Linked DNA regions of Columba livia: region 1 is linked to region 2. Evidence: chromatin contacts called from public Hi-C data. All regions are on one chromosome and are shown on one strand. Each heading gives the region's core, a stretch centred on a gene start, on an enhancer-like site or on the middle of the called end of the contact. The rest is flanking DNA. Distances are from core to core; before and after follow the strand shown.

Region 1 (5,726 bases), core at 322-2,821, 65 kb after region 2:
GGGGGAAATATGCCAAGCCAAATGCTGCTGACCTCTCCAAGTGCCCATACCCGTTCATGAAGCAAACTTTCAGGCACCTTCCCTCCCTGATAACTGTTTGCTCTGGAGTCTGTATTTTAGAACTCCAGAGGCAAACTTTCAGGCAAGGCCTGGTAACCATATGCAGAACAGACTTTCAGGAGACAAAATTCTTACAAAATAAAAAATTTAATGGAGCAGAATAGCAGAAGGGCTGGCTTAAGCTGGGTACCTGCTCAGAGGTCCCCGCAAGCATAGAAAACTACAAACTTCTATATCTTTACAGGTCATTCATACCATGATTCAGTCCAATAGCAATATTTCACTTTGAATCTTCTTGCTTCTCATTGGATCTTTTTTTGTCGGATTCCATGTGGGCCTTTGTTTTGTTCAGCAGTAGACAATGTTTATGGTCCATAGCCTTGCAGATACTGTTTTGTCTGAATAAATCCTTTTTTCTCAGCTAAATGCAAAATAGGTCTTATCTTATAAGTGTTCAGTGTAGTTTGTAGTTGCTTTTGGTAAATATGAGCAGAACTTTACAGCTTAATTTTAGAAAAAACAGCTTACTAAGTAACATAAAGCAAAGAATATATTGAAAATCATACAACCTTTATCTCTTGAAATACTTAATTACATTTAGTATGCATCTACTTAAGCTAAGTTATTACTATATTGAACTTGAATTGGGCTCATCCACTGACCTGTGAGTGGTAAAAACAGTGCCATACAGCTCTCTTATTTAGCAGGCAGAGATCAAAGTGGGCTCATCCAGGCTGTCATATTTGTAGAATAAAGTGGGTGACTCGTAGTCAGATTGCATACAGCAGGAAAGTCTGCACGACCCTCCCTGCGCCCACAAGTTACCGGTGTTCAGTGTGCTGTTCTGCTTCCTTGTGGGTCTCCTGGAAGGAGATTTTGGCCTGACTGTGGTGCAGGCCCTCACCTCCTCTGGAGCCTGGACCAAACTGCTGCCAGTTTGGCTGTAGGGGAATTGAGTGCATCCGCCACATTGTGTTGGCTTCAGGTATGTTGTCTGAGAGAGGTGGTGAGCTGGAAAAATGAGGAGCGATGAGATGGAACAGGATGGCAGACGAGCAGCAGAGGTCAAGGAAAATTAGAAGCAGCAACTCCTTTTGTCAAATACTAGCTTTTTTTTTTTTTCTTTTTTTTTTTTTAATCCTGATTTGGTGTTTTGCTGCTTTACCATGGCAGTGTTTGTTTCCCTTTCTGCAGAGAAATTACCCTGGAGGTTTCCTCAGCATGTTTTGTGAAAATTCCCATTGCTCAAGGGCATGCAATCAGTATTCCAATTGTCTCTCTTATCCCAGCTGAGAAAGAGTAGTTTATCAGCCCTGGCAAGCTGGGTAGCGCTTTCATGTCCTACGCTTGCTATTGAAACAGCAGTGTTGATGTGCTGGTGAGCTCTCTCTCTAATGCTCTCCCCTGAACAAGACAGAGCTGTTTGGTTGCCTTAGCTGATGCCTGATAAGGATTAATCAGCTGAATGTCATTTCCAGATGAGCTTGACAAGAGACAGCAGTTGGCTGAGGGGGAGGAATAATGTGGGTGGGTAACAGAGATTTCTATCTGCCCTTCTTGTTCAGGAAGCCCAGCTCTTGTCTTGAGCATCCGTGTTCTGCCAAAGCATGAAATATCATAGGCATGACTGTTTCCCTAATATATGCAGAAAAAATTGCTAGAAACTGCAAGGATACTACTCTTCTCCCTTTGATCCAGAAAACAGAGAACCATGTAAAATCAGAACTGAGCTTGGTGTGTAACACAGGCTGTTAAGCATGTGCTCTCTATTGTGCAGCTTGTCCCTCTGAGGCAGGACTAGCTGAAGGAATATGGTGGGGATGGAGTTCTGCACAGAAATCATGTGGGCTGAAAAGGGAAAGGGGCTGCAGGAAGCAGGAGTCTCCTCACTGGACCCAGGAGAGACTGTGGAAAAGCTCGGATGCTCTGGGTGGAAGTGTCACAGGAGGAGGAGTGAATTTCTGGAGCTGGATGGAGGGAGTAGCCGTTGGGCCTTGAGGGTGCTGGAGCAGAGCAAAGGCCTTGGGCTCCCTGGACCCTTCCTGGTGGCACTGGGCATCACGCCACACTGCAGCATGGAGGGACAGCAGGGCAGGGAGCACCGGGCAGTGTCAGGAGGGAGGGTTCTCCTCTCTGGGGCTGGCAGAGAAGCAAAGGGAAGGAGTGGACTTGAGTGATGGAAAGAAATTGGTTTTGACTTCTCTGGTGCTTTGGAGTTTGAGTGCTTCAATGAAGCTGAGAAGAGCAAAGGAGAAACTGAGGCATGGCTGAACCTGAGGGTGTAGTGGGGGTTTGCTTTTGACAAGATTTTTAATTGTCCAGGCAAAATAAACGGTACTGCAGATCTGAGTAGTAGTATTGCCAGGGCCTTCCAGGGTAGAATATCTTAAAACATTTTCAAGGTTATTTCTGTTGGAAGCATATTTAAAATCTTCCTTGGTTATCATTTTATTTGATGGTATTTAGAGCTCTATCTCTTACAACCGAAATACAAAGTATATTTATTTTTCCCATGACTGATCTCTTTTGGCAGATCTATAGGTGGTGGCAGTCTGCATATTAAAATCATCTGGAGTTCTTTATGTAGACAAACTAATTTACAAACACCACAGTGCATGCAAACAATTATGGTATTTCCACTTCTCTCCTTTAGAGGTTTTAATAGTAGAATGTTGTAGTTAAAATTTAGTGCTGTTGCATTCCATATTGTAAAAAGGAAGTCAATAAGTCTCTTAAAATACCAGGAAGCTGTGTAACTTATCAGCTCAGTTAAAACCAGTAACTGAAGAAATGATTAAATGCCAATAGTTAAGTATTTTTGGTTTTGCTTAGCTGGTGCATTGCCAAATTCCATGCCTTGCAAGGGATCTCTTAGTTACTGGTGAGAACTGAAGAGCTCTGCAATTCAGTACAATAAACACTCTGTTCTTAAGGCAGTAATGGGTCTGGTAAATAGATCTCGCAAGATCTGTGTTATATTTCTGACTTGATGCAGTCTGCTAGGTGACTGTGGGAGTCTCTGGGCTTCACTTCTTTGGGCTGGAAAACTGAGACAATGAAGCTCATCCAAGGCACTTTAAGATCTGCCTAAGTGATATGAGGTTGCTGAATTACTGTGTGAAATGATGCTGCTAGGAAGAGCCTTGGTGATTGCAAATGTAGCTGTGAATCTTGCAGCCTTACTCCTGTCTCAGTGAGTTGAATACCTTTAGCCAAGAATACTTGTTTGGAAAGCATTTGGGGGGGGTGGGGAGGAAGGGAGGAAAGATGATATTGTTACAGTGGAAGAGCTGCTCACAAACACTGTACTGAAAGGTAACTCCAGAATGTTACACAGATGTTAACTATTGTATGTTATGTGATTCAAATAATATATTTTTGGTGGTAAATTTACTTCAGGCTTTTTTAACTACTTTATGTGCTGTAGGCCAACTTGTATGGATCTGCATAAGAGCACTTAAGAGAGTTGAATGTGACCTGTCTACCCTGCCCAGTGGAATTCGTTTCATGTACTGCAATGTGGGTCACTGTGCAGTGATCTCTTATGAAAACTTAAGGAAACAAATGGCTTCACCACTTCATTCATTTATCCTTTTGATCTTCTGCTCATTTATCTGTCTTTAAATCTTTTTTTTGTTGACCAGACGAAATACTCCTTACAAAACCCTGGAGCCAGTCAAACCGCCAACAGTCCCCAACGATTACATGACCAGTCCTGCCAGACTGGGCAGTCAGCACAGTCCAGGAAGGACGGCTTCCTTGAACCAGAGACCAAGAACACACAGGTAGAGTGTTTTCTCACCGTAACTCCTTCCTGCTTGGCATGCTCTTGCTTACTAAAATAATGGAAAAGCTTTGAAGCTTTGTGCCTGTTAGCTTTTTGTTGAGAGGCAAAAGGTGAGTTATTCTGCCACTCCGCATTAACAGAACATGACTGTGTTGTTGACTACTCTAGCACATAAAACTGTTTTCATACTCTATGGAAGCCTCATTTAATCTAGCAGGTTCCATAACTACAGGCCTTGTTTTATATAATAAATTTATTTTGTTCTACGATTTCTTTCCCAAGAATAAGCAAAACTTTAAAATTTATGCAGTTGCAAGGTAGTGATGGGTCCTACTGGGTTTGAAACTGCATTATAAACCTTAGCCTAAAATAGGTTTTTATTGTTGTTGTTCTCAAGACCACTAATTGCAAAGGGAAATTTCTGTTGGTTAGAAACACCATGATTAAGGTAGTCTGAAAGAGCTGATTGCTTTCTTTTTACTAGAACTTAATGCTCATAATCAGTGCTAGCATAATAGAAGCAGAAAATAAAAGCTATTCACAGAGCAGGTATTGGCATCAACCACTTGTTTCCACGTGCTGAAGGGCTTTGAAAGAGGAGTATGTGTTTTGAGTGAGAAGGGCATTTCAGATTGTACCTCGTTGTTTTGGGTTTTTTTTAGTGCCATTTTTTTTTTTCTCGAATTGCAAGGCTTGATCTTTCTCTGAGCCTCTTGAGTGAATTCAGTTTTTTCAGTTTGATTTTTATCATGGGCTTCAAACTGCAGGGGAAAAACAGATTAAAGAATTCAATATAGTTAGAAGTAAATGTTAGCTTATTTTTGAGAGCTTCATTCTTATTTTTTTTTAAACTCCCAGTAGGCAGTTAAACATGGTAGGTCACTAATGGAGCTTGAGAGAGTATTTTGGACACAGCTGATCATGAGATACTGTCAGAATGTAATAATTCCTAAATCTGGCTGCAACCAAGATCTTGTTAATCTGTTTAGCTGGCTACTGTGAATGCTTCCTACTCTTGTCTCACAAGATTTTCTTTTATGTAGACTGCAGTTAGAAATTCAGCTGCAACCATGGTGACAAGATCAAGGTCTTCAGCATACAGAACATTAATTTCGAAGGAATTATCTTGGCTTCCATTTCACGCCACTGATTTTTCTTTTTGTAACAGTGTTATTTTTTCAATGTATATTTGTATGATTTGGTCTTGACTCTTGACAGCACTGATTTGTAGCTACCCAGGAATGGTAAACAAACTGTAGCATCACTGAGTATTCTTTAATTAGCATGGATGGTTTCAAGTGGTGTTTTGACTTCAAAATATCATGAATACTTAGTTCCCGTTATATTATCCGTTTAATACATGTAAATTCAAGCCTTGGCCTAAGCAGTGCTCTTGGATAAAAATAAGGACAGCTTATGCCTGAACCTTGATTCTTTTTCAGCTATATACAGAAATGTACAGAAACATACAGAAAATTATCCACATCACACCCCATCACAATTGATTTATCATAGTTGTTGTCAGTTCAGAAGTTCTCAGTCTAAACTTCTGCGGTGAGTGGAGGAAATGTTCCTTCAGCTAACAGTATAAATAATCTTAAATGGTGACTTACAGTTTAGATACTAACTCGTCCATCCCTAGCTTATTACTTTAAATTATTACAAGGCACCAAACTATTACTGCAGTTGTTACTCCATTACCTAGAACTGGTATCATTGTTTACCTTTTTATTTTTTAAAGCATTTAATTACATATTTCATGCATAGTGATGTTTATCAGCTTAGCTAATTCCATTTATTAGGGGTTTCATGCATCCAGATTTGATTGTCTGTATGTAACTGTAGGTGGAGACAGAGGCATTTTATAGGGGATTTTTCA
Region 2 (5,947 bases), core at 1,820-4,319:
CTTCCAGTCAAAAATGGGCTATGTCCAAGGAGTACAGTACTGCTCCTGGATATCATCATGCCCCACTGAGGAGGAACAAATCTCAGACAGACAATTGAGGCTCCAAGAGAGGATGGGATCTCATTCAGGTGATCATTTGGATAGAGCTTGAGGATCATCATTACATTTTTTACTCTGCTAGTCCAGCCACCCTGGCCAGAAAAATTTTAAGTCCCAGATGTTTTGTCCACTTGAAGTACCTTAAGTTAGCTAACTTCTTCTTCTAATCAGCAGTTTATTGTCTAGAGCAATGGGAAGGTGTGATAAGTAAAAAAACAAAACAAAACCAAGAATAGAACAGCTTCTAAAGAAAAACACAATGAATGCAGTTCAAATGCACACTTGTGTCTTCAGCAAAGGTCAGTTCAAGTCCAGGATTTATTTGCTCTGGCTCAGCGCTGGTTCTGCTAGATTTGGCTAGCACTTGCATTGCTACCCAAATGTCTCTGTGCTTTGGAATCGCTTGGTGTACACACCATGAACACCAATGGAACAAGCTTGGGTCTATTGTGTCTGAGTTAATAAACCCTCCAGGAACCTCAGACATGAGGAAGACACTGCAAAGACACTCAAGTGACCCTGCAGAGCAATTCTGAAAGCAGAAGGGCTAACATGGAATAGGAGCTAATAAGGCCCACTGACCTAACTAGTTGAGCATGTTTGCACCACAATTCTCAATACATCTTGCTCTGCTCGGCCCTCACAGCAGTACTGCCCTGGCTGTATACCACTAAGTTAAAAATTCCTGCTGGACCTGACCTAGCTCAGTGTGAAGGCAGCTCGAGTGCTTCTGTACCTGTCACAGCTCAATCTACTGGGCATGGGGATAACGCCCGGCTGTGCCAAGAGGGCTGAAAAGTCCCGATGGAGACGTCACAAGGTGGCGCTCTTTGATGGGGTCTTCCAAGGTCTTCTTGAGTTCCGAGCACATTTTGAGGAAGAGTTGGCAAGTTTTCCGGCTTGTGCAAGGCCTTTTGGTCGAGATCCGGTGGAGGGAATGGGACTGTACTCTCTGCTCTGCTGCTTGAGGCAGGTGTGCTTCCTGGGAGCCAGCAGTGCTCCGCTCAGCTGCTGTGCTGCCATCTGCTTGTAGGACCGGGATGCCTGCTGAAGTACATTTCACAAAACACACACGACTGATTTTTCTCATACCGAAAAACGTTGATGTGCAAGGTCCCACATATCTGCTGTCTCTTGGTACAGGGACGGCAGTAACATTTTAAGAAGAGCCGACAACAGTTGTGCTACATTTGAAGATGTTAACAGCTTCCATGAAGTCAGTCTGTGATCTGTAGGCAATTACAGACTCATTCAAGCCAATGGGTGTTAAGCAATTTGCAGACTGAATAAAGAAATCAAATTTGTCTTTGTTTTATGATAGCTGGAAACAAGGAGAAGCCAGTGCCCAAGGTGGTTTCTGATCATGCTTGCCTTGGGACCCATTAAAAGCTTGTCTATACCTCAATTCTGTTGCAGAAGAAATTTAATTATTTTACATTAACAGGGTATTTGGAATATAAAATAAAATCTTTTATTGGAAATTACATGCTGTACTAAAGAGAGTTATTAAAACCACTTTGGAAATAATTTTGCTAAGCTGCTAAATGAATTAACCATCAGAAGATAGCAATGTAGGTGCATTTCTACCCCTCAGCAAGTGCTGTGACTATACCAGCTCCTTCCTCTGCTGTCCCAGAGAGCACGCAAATATCTCTCTGAGCACCTGTTTAGCTGTTCCCAGCCAGGGGTCGGATTTTTGTAACTCCAACTCCTAAGACCAGGCTCACTGGTGTTTCCCAGGCTCCCTACCATTCAACCTCACCTCATGGCTCTAGACCGAGGTGCTGGACTTTGCTGATCTCCAAGGTGAAGCGAGATCTATTTTTCTTCTCTCCACCTGGATTCAGAGACATCAGCAGGTATACCAAAGGATCCTGATCAGAACGGTTGTCAGTGCTGACTCCAAAGACATGCAAAATACACACGTTTATGCAGAGGTGAGGCAGTCTGCTCTAACGATACTGTGTTTGAGAGTATTTTTTTCTGAAGCGTGCTGACTTTTCACTGCGGTGGTTTTCTCTGGGACAACTACTAAAATGCAAGGCCCGGTTCCAGTTGCATTTGTAACTGTGTACACACAGCACACAAGGCCAAGGCACGAATAACAGCCTTGGAGACGGCTTCTTCTGGGCCTCTTACTCATTGCAAAGGCAGGCTTGGACAACCCAGCACAGAAACCACCTGCTGTTACTGGCTTTTCTTCTGGTATCATCACAGAAACAGGATTTCGCTTACCAAAAACCAAACAAACAAAAAACCCCGCAAACAAACAAACCAACCACCCCCAAAAAACAAAAACAAACACTCCCCCCAACAACAACAACACAACAAAAAAACAAACCAAAACCCCAACAAAACACATGCAAGAGAGATTGTACTAATAATGACTGGACTTTTGCATACCTTTTCAACAACCAGAGCAGGCCCCGAAACGATGATAACAACTGAGGTAAAGGAGTGGCAGGAATAATGCATTTACCTCAGCCAAATATTTAAGTTTGTCTTGTGAAACTAAACCCAGAAAAACGCTAATTGTCAATTATTACTCCTGGGCAGGGCTTCATAAAGATCTACACAGTTTAGAGTATTTCTCCCACCCCCTCAGGGTAATCCCCTGGTGACTAATTAGCCCATCTCAATAATCGTATCGTTTTACCAATTTTGTTGTCATCTCACAAATTTCTAGCCTGAAAGGAGGCTGGACAAGGGCGGCCCTTCCCTTCCAGACGCTTTTGGGTTCTCCTGAAGGGAGACGCCGCCTCAGGGCAGCACTGGTGGGGCGGGGGCTTTTTTTGAGGGAGGGCGGGGGAAGCACACGAGCATGTCCTCTCGTTCCTAGGACTGTCCCACAGCCCTTCTACGGCTCTCCCGCCGCTCTCCACAGCGGCCGGGCGGGGCAGGCGCCCCATACACCGCCATCTCCCCTCGGCGGCCGCGGGCGGTGGCTACGAGCAGCGCCCGCCCCATCCCACCTGCGCATGCGCGCTGCGGCGCTGCCTACAGCTCCCGGCCTGCTCTGCAAAACAGGGGCGGCGGTGGTTTTTTCTCTTTCCCTCCCTCCCTCCCTCCTCCCCTCGGCGGGGGAAGGATGGGTGGGGAAAGCGAGCGCTCACGAAAGCGAGGCGAGGAGGAATCCCACAATACCAGGCGGGTTGCGAGCCCGGCGCTGCCGCTGTCTCTTTAATGCAAGAGGAAGCGATGCGGAGGGGTGGAAAATGGCAGAGTTGCAGATGTTGCTAGAGGAGGAAATCCCTTCTGGCAAGCGGGCTCTGCTCGAGAGCTACCAGAACCTCACTCGAGTCGCCGACTACTGCGAAAACAACTACATCCAGGTGAGGGGCGGCTGGGCAGTGCAGCGGGGCCGGCGCTGGGAGGCTCGGCTGCGCTCTCCGTGCGGGCGGCGGGGCCGGAGCCGCCTGAGGGGCAGCGCGGCGCCTGGCTGCCCCCGCCGCCGCTCCCTTGGGTTTGCCTTTTCTTTCAACTTTTCCAGCCGAACGAACGGGCTTCCCTCTCCCCGCTCCGGAGGGGAAGGGAGGGGGTTATTATGTCAGTCCGGCTCGGAGGGTGTGTCTTTTTTTTTTTTTTTTTTTTCATTTTTTTTTCTTCCCTTCAAACCCCCCCCCCGCCTTCCCTTTTTGTATTTATTTATTTATTATGAGTCATATCCCGGAGACCTCCCTGGGCTGGGGGTGAGTGGGGCGTGAGGGCCGATGAGCCTCCCCGTGCGGCCGGCTCGCAGCCGGTACCTCAGGTTCCCCCTCGCTCCCCGGCGAGGCTCCCTCCGCGGGAAGCCGGCGGGGTGGCGGTTGCTGAGGCGGGCGGCTCCGCGCCCTCCGCGCCTCACGTGGAACGCGGGTGCCGGCCGGCCCCTCCGCCAGAGCCGCGGCGGCAGCGCGGGGCCGCCATTGGCAGCGGCGCGGGGAGCGGAAGGGGCCCCGCACCCCGGTGACATCACGGAGCTCAGTCATCGGCGGGGATCCGCGCTGGGAACCGCCGGGTCCGCCCGGGCGTGCAGCTCTCGGCCGGGCCGAGGGAGCCGCGGTCTCGGCAGCGCTGCGGCTCGGGGTTTGCGGGGGCGGGAACTGCCCGTGTGCAGGCACCGGTGTGCGAGCGGGAGGCGGCGTTTCAAAATGGCAATCCGTGTCTCCCGCAGGCTTCTCACGCCAAGCAGCCTGGCACACCGGCTTCACACCGATGCTGGAGAGGCTCCATTGGCTGTAGCGTGTCTCCACCAGTCAGGGTGGATTTTTTTCCCTTTAGATTGGCAGTACTTTTTGGCCTTGCTTTAGGTCTAGTTTTGTGAAGCCGCTTTAAGCACAATTTACTATTATTATTTTTTTCAGGATTTGCAGTACATAACTCTGTAAGTCTGTATATGTAGTCATACAAATGTGGACACAGAACCATCCAAAGATGCTCAAATTCAACTTTTTTTTTTTTTTTTTAGTAAAAAAAATGAAGAAGTAAAGCAAATAAACTCTAATTACTGAACAGCTTGTAAAGAGAACTTGTTGAATCTAAGGCTACGTATGATGAGTATTTAATATAAGTCATTAAATTCTCTGACATGTGTCATTCGTAAGCTGTCCTACTGTTTTTTGTAATGGAGGAGCAAATTTGAAACCAGAGCTTTAATAATGTGAAGTGAATTTTTTTTTTTTTTAAAAAGTGAGCTAATTGGATTAAAACTGCTCTTACGAGCCATGTTTTTAACTTTTTTTTCCTGTGATATGTGAGGTAGTATGAGTTAATGTCTATTTACTCTTCCGAGTTGTTTGCTCCACCCAAAGAAAGCTGCTGATATAATGCTTCGAAGAGGCGAGGTTCATTTGGTTTTACTCATGGGAAATATGACAAATACATGAGCATGGTAATTGCAGCACAAGTTGTGACCTGTCTCCTGCTTCTGACTTTTTCCCTGTGTCAGAAAGTTACAGAGAATCTTCAGTTACATAATGTTCTTCAGAGTCCTAAAACTTGTCTTTTATTCCTTCAGGCGAACAAACAAAAAATCCAACACTTGAGCTAGTTCCCATTCTGTCATTTGGGGTGGGGGGCATGTTTATTTATTTATTTATTTTAAATTTGGTAGCTCATTTTCACTTAAAGTATCGAGGTCAGCTGGATATGGGATTGGTACGGTCTGTTTTATCTGTGTACAGCTGTGTTTACCCCTTTTGAAAGGAAGCTGGAGTTCTAAAATTCCTAATGAGGACTTGAGCAGTAGCTTTGAAGAACGTCTACCGTGCTTGTATTGTACAGGCGTTATACATTTACTCAATAAAAATGGCAAATACAGTGATACAATCGCTTTTTTTTTAATGTGTGATGGAGGTGTTTTTTTAATCAGCACTTTATACAAAGCCATCTGCTCTCCAGTTGGACTCCTGAACAGATTATACTCGCAGTGCCTGTAGTGGTACGGCCGCGGCAGGATTAGATACTATGAGCCAGGGCACTGGGTTATGAGATTTGGGGGTGTGTATGTATTGTGGGATGGGAAGGGAGGGAAGGAGAGGAAGAGGCTTAACCAGCACATAATACAAAGTGTTTGTATTTAATGTAATAGAGCATTTTATGGAAAAAAAAAAAAAGTCAGGCCAGAACAGAGAACCGGGTCATGAAGTGGTTACGCATTGTAACTTATCGTGTAGCACATACCTGATTCAGTCTGACTGACACCTTGAGTTTGGATAGCTTTGGATTTGGGGAGTTTTCTCCCATTCTGTGGGAAAGGCCATGTGCTCCTTAGTAGGAAAAGCTTACTGTGTGCTGTCACCCACTCGGTGTTGTGGCAGTGAGGTAGAGCAAGTTTTTCTGACTATTCTGAGTGCTGGTGCTAACTATT

The links. Hi-C and Micro-C count contacts between places; a contact is called where the count stands out from the background.
Region 1: a contact with region 2 is called in a Hi-C map of liver, with 2.2 times the contacts expected there. The contact joins the enhancer-like site here to the promoter of ABI1 in region 2. A contact is called at or near these places in 2 of 2 Hi-C or Micro-C datasets (crop and liver).

What each region holds. Positions count from the first base shown.
Region 1 is chr2:18,306,595-18,312,320 of bColLiv1.pat.W.v2, forward strand. ABI1 (abl interactor 1) reads left to right here. Exons shown (of 10, transcript XM_005513796.4): 5 at 3,705-3,845. Among named protein-coding and RNA genes, the nearest start is that of PDSS1, 40 kb to the right of the region's middle. Within about 2 kb of position 1,572, at least 1 of the 3 cell types and tissues checked has an H3K27ac peak away from gene starts, as active enhancers do.
Region 2 is chr2:18,239,770-18,245,716 of bColLiv1.pat.W.v2, forward strand. ABI1 (abl interactor 1) reads left to right here and starts at 3,070. Exons shown (of 10, transcript XM_005513796.4): 1 at 3,070-3,431. The coding sequence starts at 3,078. It overlaps LOC135578420 (a long non-coding RNA gene), which reads right to left and starts at 3,039. Exons shown (of 4, transcript XR_010469972.1): 1 at 2,503-3,039; 2 at 1-1,328.